Regions from separate parts of the Mus musculus genome. Here region 1 is linked to region 2. A link is a contact called in public Micro-C data. All regions are on one chromosome and are shown on one strand. The core of a region is the stretch at or near the end of the contact, and the rest is flanking DNA. Distances in the headings are between cores, read along the strand shown. Region 1 overlaps Selenot (selenoprotein T). Region 2 has its middle 17 kb from the start of Eif2a.

Region 1 (3,361 bases), core at 406-2,905, 85 kb after region 2:
GTTCTTTTGGTAATAGACATTGTAATTTAAACGGAAAGTTCCATATATATGTATATATTGACTAGATCTTAAAACCTTGCTAATATGGTTGCCTACCACTTCAGACTCCACATCTTGCAAAGTTTAACATCGGAGGGGCCTTTCTTCAAGTAATAGGCATTCCATTTGTGATGCAGTTAGCTTTATGGCACATAGACATTCATAATTTGAGCCATGGATGTTCATGTGTACTTGACAGGTCAAACTATGAAGGACAATGTCAAATCTAACTTTCTCCATGTATGCCTTAGGTTGAATTTGTTTCCAAGTTAATAGCTTTTACTGGCTTAGACATTCACACTCATCTCTGTTTTATTTTATGCTTAGTCATATTTAAATCCAGAATTTAATAGTCTACTAGACAGATAAATGAGATGCATGAATATAAAAATATATAAGGGAAAGGAGATGGTAAACTATTTATAACTTTATTATATTACTAACATTTCAAAGTTTATTAGTTGCTTATAAATTGTATAGTTACAAAATGTCTGTGCTCCATTAATCAGAAGATCGCAACGTATCAGCAGGCTGGCTAATTTTACTGGTGTTTTCAACACAGTTGCTATTGTGGAAGGTTTTTTGCATTAATTAAAAAGTTGGTAAAACCTGGCTTTTACCTCAGCGTGTCAGATGTAGAGAACACGTGCTCTCAGTGTGTGAGTGGCAGTGGCTGTGCACTCGCATTCGTGACAGCTGCTCAGCCTGAACAGCTGTGCAATGCGGTGAGCTCCAGTCATGGTTCATTCTTACTTCAGAGCTTTAGTAGTTTGGAAGTTTGACTGACTGGCACATTCTATCATTGTCATAACTTAAATAATTCAGTTAAAATTTTTTAAAACATGATTTGATATTTAGGGCTTTTCTTTTTTAAAAAATGAGAAGCAAGTAAAGAATTGTAAAGATTTGGGACTTCTTTGTGGCATTGTGAAATAAATAAGCCAATGTGAAAGGAACCCTGCTTTGTGAAAATGATTCTGTCCTAGTGTACTTTATGTAGCAGATGTGTTGAGGGGATTCTGCACTGTAAAGGCTGTCATCCAGTGAATGGTGTTTGCTTTCTCGGGCATCTTAAGCCAACCAGTTTGTTTAACACCTATTTCTGACTCTAAATCTTACCTGTTTTAGAACTTAAAGTTGTTTTCCTAAGCTTTATAATTTGCAGGTACAGTACTGAGCCATTGACAGTGTTGTGATTTATTCTTGTCTGGAACATAAAGGAATAACATACGTTGTCCCATCTTAAGTTTTCCTGAGAAATGTATGTATTAACACACCCAAATCTAAAGAGAAAACGACCACTTTTCTTGTCTTGACCAGCAAGTAATTAATTCTAGAAGAAAATAAAGATCACTTGGTTTTTAATTAAGCCAATACTTAACTTTCCCAGAAATGGGAGATTCCCTGTCTCTTCCACCTCTTTGAGAAAAGTGGAAATCAGTAAATATTTACGTAACAGAATGAACAGCCAGATCCAGCTTTGAAACTATCTCAGAGAAAAACACAAGTAGTTTCAGATGTAGAATGAAGACTGAAAGCCTTGCCTTCTGTACCAAAGCTAGCAGGGTGCTTTGCTTTTGTTAACCGCGGTGCCTGCGGTGTCTTCCCCAGACTGCCCTTTCAGTTTCTGCATAAACATTACCAGGACAGAGGCCAGCTGCTTATCTCTGGAGATTCTGAAACTGAGCCCAATAATTTGCATTTCTTGGTAAGATTCAAGATACCGTTGATTATCTGTCCAAGCTACTCTGAGCAGCATTGTACTCCAAGGTCATAATTCAGCCCAGAAAAAAAACTGGAAAATTTGCTTCCTTTTGTTTTTTTCTTTCCCAGAAACACTTAAGTCATTTGGTAAAATAGTAACTCAAATAAAGAATGACAGGAGAGGTGATGTTTCTTAAAAGGGTTGCCCCAGTTGGTATTTTGTGACTGCAGCATATCCTTTCCTATGGAAATAACATTTGAAACTAGTTTTTGAAAGAATATTAAAATTAAAATTCGAATGCTGGGTGTGGTGGCGCACGCCTTTAGTCCTAGCACTCTTGGGAGGCAGAGGCAGGCGAATTTCTGAGTTCGAGGCCAGCCCTGTCTACAAAGTGAGTTCCAGGACAGCCAGGGCTATACAGAGAAACCCTGTCTCAAACCCCCCCCCCAAAATAAAATAAAATAAAATAAAATTAGAAACACTAATATTTGAAAGATTAAAAATAGGAATCTTTTTTGATGGATTCATTTTAAAAGTGTATAAACTGTCAACATGACTGCTCCATGGTATAGTCAAGGGGAAGGTTTTTATTATAGATACAAAAAAGAGAGCAGCCAGAGGCATCTGGAGTAGTCTAGAGCAGAAAGAGGTAAGTAGACTGAACATAGATAGCCAGGGCTATCTTCCATAGTGGGGAGAATATCAAGGGATAGAGAATAGAGAAGACGTGAGAAAAGCAGAGGGGGTGGGGGAGGGGAGAGCACAGTGAGAAGCCCAGGGTATTAGAATGAGTAGTTAGGGGAGCTGCAGAGAGTTAGGGTGAGAAGGAGGTGAGGAAGGTAGCTCAAACTTCATGCTTTGATATACTGGGTGCTGGGAGGCAGGCGGCGGATTTGGCGGAGCTTTGGGGGGAGGGGGTGGGGTGGGGGAAGAAACTTGGTCTTGTGAGAGTATAAGTTGCTTAATATACTGTCCTGTCCTCTGTCCTGGCTCTTAAGTTGCTCTGAGGCCAGAAGCCAATGGCTTCAGGTAAGTTAACACCGTATTGTTAAACAGTGGGGGTATGGGCTGGATCCATGGCTCAGCAGTTAAGAGCACTGACTGCTCTTCCAGAGGTCCTGAGTTCAATTCCTAGCAACCACGTGTTGGCTGACAATCATTTGTAATGAATCTGATGTCCTCTTCAGGTGTGTCTGAAGGCAGCTACAGTGTACTCATATGCATTAAATAAATCTTTTAAAAAATAGTTTGAAAAAAAAAATCTACAGATTAAGTAAAGGATTAATTGCTAGTTCTCCTTTCTCTCGCCCAGAAGCCCTTCTTGCTGACCAGGCAAGAGGGAGGTTTGGAGCAATTAACTTCTATTGAACCAGGAGAAGAGAGTCAAACTCGCATAAAGAAAAACTTCTACACAAGCAAATATTGCATAAACATGTACATTCATACACACATACTCATACACCCTCATACATTCCTGTTGGGCCTGTCCACTCGTCTCATCAACTTATATACTTACACCTATACTTAACATGTGTATATATTTTTTTGATGGATGGAGCAAAAGCTTTCATGAGCAGTTTCATTGAGCAAGTGCCAATGCAAACAGAACTCTCTCAT
Region 2 (3,226 bases), core at 496-2,995:
GGTATGGCCCAGATTAGAGGTGGGTTTTCTTGGTTCCAAAGATCTGAATTAACGGTGTGTCTGCCTACCTCAAAGATCTGGATTAGATGCAGATCTTCCCACTTCAAATTAAGCAAAAATCTTTCACAGGGGTGCCACTACATTTTTGGGTTTTAGTTAATTCCAGATGTAGTTAGGTTGACAACCAAGAATAGCACACACATTGGACCTGACAGACGGTATTTAGGAACTTGGATATACCAAATAGAGAAGCAGAAATGTATTCAGAGGCATGGTTATGCATACCTTTAATTCCAGCACTCTGAAGGCAGAGAAAGTCATCTCTGTGAATTCAAGGTCAGCTTGGTATACATATCATTTTCCAGGTCATCCAGTGATACATAGTACAGTGAGACCTGTATGTGTGTATATAGATATATAAATACACATATATACATATATGTATACGCATATACACACACTTATATATATGATTTATATATATATAAATATAAATTATAGCTATATAATATGTAGATGACTTTTTAGGTTTTATTGTAATACATGTGACCCAAATGTCACTGAAATACCCATAGGTAGTTGAGTAAATCACGAAACATCCTGCTCATGTTATAATATAAAACCACCAGAGGTCTATCTGTGGTCTATCGGTGTGGCCAGTGTGGGCTGGTACCAGGATAAGCATGCTTTGCTTTTGTTTCCTCATCTGGATCTATTTTAGGTGAAAAGCAAATGGGGAAAAAAAAGAGGATCTGTGTAAGTCTACCATTTGTCTCTAAAATGGATAGTTATGTATTCAATCCATATCTGTTCTGTCTCACGAAGAGGGAATGAAAGAAAGTCTTGCTGACATTTCTCTAGAACCCTTTAGTCCCTCTGCAAGGTGACTACCCGGGAGAAGGAAGCACATACACTCAACATAGACTTGTACTTGGATGCTTGGAGTACCATTACTTCATGATAGCTGGAAGTAGAAACAACCCGATGTACATCAGCTGACGGTAGAAAAAAAACAAGAAACAGTGCTGATTCTAACTGTGAAATAAATGAACCTTGAAACAATTCTCCCAAGAAAAGTGGTCAGGCACAGAAGGCAACACATTGTATCATTCTCTTTCTATGAAAATGTCAAAATGAGCAAAAGAAAAAGTATATAAGTGGTTGCTAGGGACTGGGGGGGGGGGGCGAGTGGGGGCGTGGGGGGGTAGTAGTGGTGTGGCTAGAGAAGCAGCTAGCAGACACCTTATCTCATGTAGTAGAGGAACCCGGCACTGGCGCCTGGTGCTGCCACTTGTATCCAACATTGCACAGGTCAGAGAGAGTAGACAGGGAAATGAAATAAAAGCTACTCAAATTGGGAGTGAAAGAATCCAGGTTATGCTTATTTGTAAATGACATAATCTTATATGTGAAATAGAATCTACTAAAACAAACAAATTTACAAACAAGCTCAGCAAGGCTGTAGGAGGGAGACACAACACACCGTGTTTATCTACACACTGGTACCCAGCAGACAGATGCAAGAGACAAGCAATGATGCAGGGCACAGTGTACTTATCCGTACACTAGTTCAGAGCAGGCAGAAACCAAGAAAACTACTTACAATAAAGTTTAAGAGAATAAAGTGCTTCACAGCAAATTTCACCAAAGTGCAAACTCAGGAAAACTGCATTGTTGAAAGAATACCTCAATAAACTAAAAGAAAGGCCTTGTTTGTGGATTGGGAAACAATGTTGCAAAGATTGCAACACAGCCCAGATTGCTTTACAGAAGTCACAGTGTCCATGCTAGTTGGCTTCCTGGTAGAAGGTGGCAAAGCTGTTCTGAAAATTCATAGGGAAACGCGAGAGAACCAAAATAGCTCAAAACAACCTTGAAAAAGAGAACAAGGTTGCACGCCTTCTGTATACTTCCTGATTTCAAAACCTACCACAAAGCATAGCAATCAGGGCACGGTGGACTAAAAGACGCCCAGACATACAGATCATGGTTAGACATGTAAATCTAGAGACAAATCAATGGATAGGTTGTCAACTCATGTCCCGAAGGATTGCCAAGACAATTCAGTGTGGGAAAATATCATTTAACAAACTGTACTGGATAAACTAGATATTGACGCACAGAAGAATAAAAACAGACTCTTACCTCAAGCCATACACTGAAAATACTTAAGAGGAGCCTTAAAGGGAGAGCACATGAGCTATGAAAACTGTTTCTTTTTAAGATAAAGAAAAATAATCTCAACGCAAAATTTAAATGAAACAAATAGACCTTACTATGTATGAAGTCAGTACATAGCCATACAGAAATTTCAGGTGATTCAAACTTAAAAAGCATTTTAGACATTTTTATTTTATGTGTTTGGGTGTTTTGCCTGCATGTATATGTGCATCATGTGTCCATTGCACCAGAATCTGCTGGGACTAGAGTCACCGATGGTTGTAAACCACCACGTGGTTGCTGGAAACTGAACTCAGATCCTCTGGAAGGGCAGCCATTACTCTTAAGTGCTGAGCCATCTCAAATTTGGAGTGATTTAAAGGTAAGGACTCGACTTTATGTTCCTGAAAAGTGTTTCTCAGAGGTGACAAAAAATGTAAAAAGACTTAGATGCTAACTTTTCAGTAATAATAGTAACAAATTGGTATTGTTGTTATGAAACCATTATGTATTTAGTAGTTTCACTAAAGGGGCTATGAATCAAGATTTTCAATTGCATTTAGAAAAGAGAAACATGAAGAAACTAAGGACACACTGACACCTGTAATCTTAAATGTGATTTATATTGCCCAAGGTCAGGTCAATATTGACAAAAGCCTGACAGAAACCCAAGCTTCAAGGCATCTGAAAAGTCACTCGGCCTTGCTAGTGACAATAGTAGTGCACCGACCCAACACAGAGACTTACTAGCCAACTATGAGTGGGCAAATGTTAGCATCTGATAGAATAATATATGGGGATGCAGAGATGGCTCTGTGGTTAAGAGCACTTGCCATGCTTGCAAAGGAACCAGGTTCTGTCCTCAGACCCCACATGGTGGCTCACAACCATTTGTAGCTCTGGTTTCAGGTGACCCAACTCCCTCCGAGGGCACCAGGCACACCCATGGTGCATATGTGTATACATACATGTGTATACACATGCAGGCAACACCCTCACACACATACTATAAATAAACCTTTAAAATGTTAAATGTATTTTGATGAACTCTTGCTCGTTTAATTTT

What was found. A called contact is a pair of places that touch in the nucleus more often than the background predicts.
Region 1: a Micro-C map of granulosa cells shows a contact between it and region 2, with 2.9 times the contacts expected there. The contact joins two enhancer-like sites. A contact is called at or near these places in 1 of 15 datasets of contacts at CTCF or cohesin (large pre-B cells), 9 of 484 Hi-C or Micro-C datasets (the 63-12 cell line, B cells, Th17 cells and 6 more) and 4 of 115 datasets of contacts at active chromatin or transcription factors (the HPC-7 cell line, bone marrow-derived dendritic cells, pro-B cells and 1 more).

What each region holds. Positions count from the first base shown.
Region 1 is chr3:58,592,141-58,595,501 of GRCm38.p6, forward strand. It overlaps Selenot (selenoprotein T), which reads left to right. Exons shown (of 6, transcript NM_001040396.3): 6 at 1-1,404. Among named protein-coding and RNA genes, the nearest start is that of Selenot, 17 kb to the left of the region's middle. Within about 2 kb of position 1,656, at least 13 of the 459 cell types and tissues checked have an H3K27ac peak or open chromatin away from gene starts, as enhancers often do. A contact at or near this core is called in granulosa cells, where this site is marked.
Region 2 is chr3:58,506,711-58,509,936 of GRCm38.p6, forward strand. No RefSeq gene overlaps it. Among named protein-coding and RNA genes, the nearest start is that of Eif2a, 17 kb to the right of the region's middle. Within about 2 kb of position 1,746, at least 67 of the 459 cell types and tissues checked have an H3K27ac peak or open chromatin away from gene starts, as enhancers often do. A contact at or near this core is called in granulosa cells, where this site is marked.